Linked DNA regions of Mus musculus: region 2 is linked to region 1. Evidence: chromatin contacts called from public Hi-C data. All regions are on one chromosome and are shown on one strand. Each heading gives the region's core, a stretch centred on a gene start, on an enhancer-like site or on the middle of the called end of the contact. The rest is flanking DNA. Distances are from core to core; before and after follow the strand shown.

Region 1 (2,700 bases), core at 158-2,657:
GGACACAAGCCTGGCTTCCCATCTGGATTTCATGATAAGTGATCATTTCCACACAGTGAAGGGTACTTACTCTGGGTCTGAAAACTGACTGATAATTTTATATAGCATGGCCAAATATGTGATAATGATTATGCATGTGAATGTTGAGCATGTGGCACAGAAATATGTTTTAGCCAATGATGGACCATGTGTACATTTCTCAGCAATACTGCAGCCATTTCAGTGTGTCACTACATTCTGTTATGTTTGCACAATGGTGAGAGTTCTCATATCCTTATTATTAAACAATATGTGTCTCTACCTCTCTGCCTGTGCCTCTGTCTCTCTGTTTCTGTCTCTGCCTGCCTGCCTGCCTGCCTGCCTGCCTGCCTGCCTGCCTGTCTGTCTGTCTGTCTCTCTCTCTCTCTCTCTCTCTCTCTCTCTGTGTGTGTGTGTGTGTGTGTGTGTGTGTGTGTGTGTGCAGGCACGTGTATATTGTTTGACTTAAATGAACTGTATTTTCCAGTAATCTTTACATCTCTCTTTTCTGGTCTATGTAGAGATGAAGAATTTGTTTATATTTTTTTTCTCAAACTAACAAACAAGAAGCACACCAAACTTCCCATAAACCCAAAGGACATAATTCTTTGCTTTCTGCAGTGTGCTTGCAGTCAGTTGAATTAGGAAAAAGTTGACATTGTGGGGGAACAGACAGCCTAGGTATGGTGAGTGAGCCAAGTGCTTCTGGAAGGACACTGAATGCCAGCTCTCTTAATCCTGACATTTATCCAAGTGTGGGTATTAGGTCGGGTGCCATCTACATTTCTCTTGTCTCTAACATCCACTAATTCCAGTTGCCCCAGGGCCACCTACAGTATACAGAGCATCACCCATATACACATCCTTGTTTGTTACCATATTCAGTTTTGTGCTATGGCTGTAAGCTTGTGGTTTGGATTCTATATGATGGGATGCTTAGATTGGAAGATGAATCTGGATAATGATGAGATTTCCTTGACAAGTAAGACTATGATAATTACTTATTGGCACAGCTTGTCACCTAGTGAGATGACAGTGGCCTGATGCAGAAGGCTTATGAGAACTTGCTAACCGCAGGCTCTTGTGACTTAGAATCACCTCCTGCTGAGTCACGTTCTTCTAATGGCAGTGAATCAGCTCTCATTTGAATTCCTCTGCACTCTTTCCCACCTAATATCCTTGCTTTCTGCAATATAACTTCCTTTCTGCAACTTAAAGGTTGGAGATTTTTAACTGGAGAATTGCTGAATGACTCGGCAATTACATCTTGAAGGATGTGCCAAGAGTCATTGGAAACATAATTTCCCCCAGACTTACAGGACAGGACCCAGTGACACAGAGTGTCCTTTACAATGACGATAGAGCTTATGCTAGCTAGATCTTTAAATAGGCACCCGATCTTCAAAACCTTGACTCAAACCCCAGGAGTCTGAACATCATTATATTAAGCTTGCCTTGAAATCCAGTTTCACTTCAGTTGATTTATTGCTCAATTAAGAATATTGAAAAATGGCCACTTTTCCTTCCCTATTTTATAGGGATTGTGCTAGTGATGGCTTTAGACAGTTAATACACACTAAATATTATTGCACTTCTGCATTTTAGAATCATAGGCCATCTATCCTCTTCAGGGGATAGATATTAGAGTTGTCAGAAAAGAAAGCCAATGTTCCCTTCCAAGGCAAATAATTTTAGAGATAATAAAGCCTTAGAAATGTTACAAGGCATTGTGCTGATAAGGAAACGACAGTTGACTGTATCCGTATTCAGGTCACAGATATTTTCAGTTATTTTTCTTGGTGTATCTTAGATTGAAAATCAGACAATCTGTGAGCAGTGATAATTTTTCTCCCCCATCGTTACTTTAGTCGGTCCATACTGAATTGACATTTCCAGATGATGATGAATGTTACTGTGAGCCATGTTTGATTCTTGATTTTCACTAGTCAGGAGATTGGCAAATGTTACGGTTTGGAAACTTCCCTCTCACATGCATAAAAATGTAATCCCAGGTCCAGTAGGCTTGATAAGTACCAGTGAGAAGGAGGTGTTCCACAAGAACAGAGACCTTAGGAGTGGGCTGGTGTTGTATCATGGGAGTGGGCTTGTTATAAAAGCAGTTCCTTCTTGTGTGCCCCTCCTCCTTCCATCCACCATGACACAGCAAGAAGGTGCTTGGCAAACACCATGATCGCTTTTAGACGCCTCAACCTCCAGAGTCAGGAGCCAAACAGATTCTAGTGTATAAATTCCCCAGGCTTGAGTAGTCCTTTACAGCACTGCAAGATAGAGGATGACAGCCGTCAATGTAAACTATACTTCATTGTGTTAAAAAAATAAATTTTATGAAGAGGAACTTAGAAGCGAGACTAGATATTGGATAAGTTCGGTGAGATTTTCTACAGCAATAGAGACTATGGTTGGTATGGCTTGTCCTCCAAAGGTTCATGCTCAGAGAACTTGGTCCCTAGTGTTGAGACAGTGAGCTTGTTAAGAAGTGGGATCTGGTGGAAGGAAACTGGGTCGTGAGGGGGAGGGGGCTTACTTTACTGGTGAGGTTGACGCTAGCATGTAAGATCTAGAAGTGGATTAGGACCCAGGAGAATGAGTTGTTTTGAAAGAAGCCTGGTTCCCTTCTCACTCTTCGCCTGGCTTTGCAGATGTTTCTCTTCTGTACAGCCT
Region 2 (2,700 bases), core at 160-2,659, 220 kb before region 1:
AACAAATGTAAGAATTTTGGCACAAGAGGACAGTGGAGGGAAGCCCAAAGGAAAAAACTCTAGGTAAGAATTTACTATTATTAATTATTATTTTTAATTTTCCAAGTACAGATGTTTTGGAAAATTAAAAATGAATATATATACATACAGAATTCTTCAGGCATGAAATGCTGAGAGAGTGTATTGATAGCACTCTCAGCCTGCAGAACTGTCAAAGCAAATCCCTTAGCTGGGGAGAGAATGACATCAGATAGAAATATGAACGCAGAGTGAAGGAGATAGTTGGGAGGGCACCTCAAAATAAAAGACTAAGTGGTGCGTTCCAAAGGCTCACACTAGGCCAGATTCAGGGGTGCATGGGGTAGGCCAAGCAGAACTAACTGCGTTGCTTTAGATCAGTGGTTCCTGACCTTCCTAAAGCTGCGACCCTTTAATACAGCTCCTCATGTTGTAGGGACCCCTCCCCCCAACCATAAAAGTATCTTCACTGCTACTTCATAACTGTAATTTTGCTACTGTTATAAATCATAATGTAAATAGTTTCGGAGACAGAGGTTCGCCAAAAGGGTTGTGACCCACAGATTGAGAACTGCTGGTTCAGATGTTAGTTTCTTCCTTGATCAGGTAAGGTACGGCGTCACTGTGGGTGTGCATCACTGTGGGTGTGCATCACTGTGGGTGTGCCGGTCAGCCTGGGATCCACATGGTGGAATGAGAGGACCAGCTACAGAAACTTGTTCCTTGACCTCCACATACGCGGTGGCACACACCCCTTCCTACATACATAAATAAAAATGCAATGAAAATCCACAGGAAATTATTTTATCATATCTCTGGGGAGTCCGGTCCGAAACGGAGGCCCTGGCTGGGTGGGATTCTTTTGTGTCTCCCTAACTGTGCAAGGCGTGTCTCCCTATGTCTTCCTTCTGTCTATGCCTGTTTGCTTCATCGTCAAAGGACACTAGACATATTAAATTAGGGCCCATCTCAAAGATCTCATTTTAGCGTAAAGCAGTCACAGTCAGAGGGGCTGGGAGTTGGGTCTTCAAAAGACACTTAAGGGTGTCAGCTTAAAGCTATTTGGGCGGTCTGTGGCGTGCTCTGCATCCTGGCCAGCAGAGGGCGCTGATGCCTGCATTGAAGCTTCAGAGAATGAGTTAGAGGAGCATTTCTGTCTTGGAGAAAGCTTCTGGGAGCCCAGCTTGCTCTTGTCCTATGTACACCCAAGTTTCCTTGTGTACCCTACTTCGTTACAAATGGTAAGAAATAAATGGTCATAACCTACTCCCTCTCTCTCCGTGTGTGTGTGTGTGTGTGTGTGTGTGTGTGTGTGAGAGAGAGAGAGAGAGAGAGAGAGAGAGAGAGAGCGCAAACAAGAGCAGGCAATCGGATACACATTGCACACAGGCCAGAGGTTTATGCTGTGTATCCTCTTTAATGGCTCTCCACCTTATCGCTGGGAGCCTGTACTTCACAGATTAGGTTAGGCTGGCTAGCCAGAGACCGCTGGGGGTCCACCCCTGTCTCCTCCCCTCTAGCATAGGGCTTACAGGTCAGGGGTCAGTACTCACCCTTTGCACAGGTTTTGGGAATCCAGACCCAGGTTTTCATGTTTGTGTGGTAAGCACTCGACCGACTGAGTCATCACCTTGCTTTCTATATGTGGGAGCTTCCAGTGTGGTGAAGTGTGTCTGCTGTCTTTGAACCCTTCAATGGCCTTTTCTGTTTCCAGAAAACATTTCTCCCTAGATACCATCTCTCTCAGGATTCTGTTTACTCTCTCTTCCAGCAATTCACACTCTGTCTCCGCCCACCTGGCAATTACCAACAAGTTACATAAATTGGTCTCCTTACCTATCATTGCATGTGGGAGGTAGTTTGCCCTGGGTACATGCCGTCCTCTGTAAAGGACAGAGGCTTATGAAATGCTGTCACAGCAGAACTTTAGAAGTACTGGAAGACAGATAAGAAAGCCCCCGTGAGCATGTCCCACCAAAGCAGCTGCTTTCATTTTGCAGACGGCTTCTCATTTCTTAGTTGTACGGTTATAAGTTTTACTTCTGTATCTGTGAGGATGCATGCAAGAAAGCACAGACGATGTGTGTGGACGACGATTTCATGTAAAGAACAGGCTGCACATGAAACTGTAAAAGTAAAAGACCATGGATGTGAGAGACTGGAAGCTTGAAGGAGGCTCTCTGTGCAGCAGAGACTGACATCATCCGAACCACTCGTGAGACAGCATGAAATGTAGCGTTGTGTAACGTAACGTAGCGTAGCGTAGCGTAGCGCTGGAAGTTTGGGAAGAGTCTAGAAGCTGAAGTAAATGTGGCCACTATGGTGAAGTGTCATTGCTACACAGGGCTGGCAGGAAGGAGGGGCAGAATCCTTCTCCATCCAGCTGATCTCCCTCTACTGCCTCCTACTGGCAGAAGCTAGCAACAAGTCCACTGACAGGAGAAATAGCATTTGCAGGAGTCGAGTTCTTACATTGTAGAGCCCAGGATAGAGGGGAGGTTTTGGAGATGACAGATACGAGTTTAACAGCATAAGTTACCATTTAATCAGCATCCACATTCACGTGTGAGCATCCGAATATCACCAGTAGTAACTGTTATGTTTTGGCCTCATCAGATGACATACCATCTTCATATAAGTAAGACCCAGACTCTCCCCATAAAAGACCAAGAAGCTGAAGTA

Evidence for each region. Hi-C and Micro-C count contacts between places; a contact is called where the count stands out from the background.
Region 2: a contact with region 1 is called in a Hi-C map of the G1E-ER4 cell line, with 6 times the contacts expected there. The contact joins two enhancer-like sites. A contact is called at or near these places in 4 of 39 promoter capture datasets (the HPC-7 cell line, cranial neural crest, liver and 1 more), 14 of 484 Hi-C or Micro-C datasets (the AML12 cell line, the BV-2 cell line, the G1E-ER4 cell line and 8 more) and 1 of 9 other capture datasets (embryonic stem cells).

Annotation. Positions count from the first base shown.
Region 1 is chr14:66,560,293-66,562,992 of GRCm38.p6, reverse strand. No RefSeq gene overlaps it. Among named protein-coding and RNA genes, the nearest start is that of Adra1a, 74 kb to the left of the region's middle. Within about 2 kb of position 1,407, at least 19 of the 459 cell types and tissues checked have an H3K27ac peak or open chromatin away from gene starts, as enhancers often do. A contact at or near this core is called in the G1E-ER4 cell line, where this site is marked.
Region 2 is chr14:66,783,525-66,786,224 of GRCm38.p6, reverse strand. No RefSeq gene overlaps it. Among named protein-coding and RNA genes, the nearest start is that of Gm5464, 84 kb to the left of the region's middle. Within about 2 kb of position 1,409, at least 18 of the 459 cell types and tissues checked have an H3K27ac peak or open chromatin away from gene starts, as enhancers often do. A contact at or near this core is called in the G1E-ER4 cell line, where this site is marked.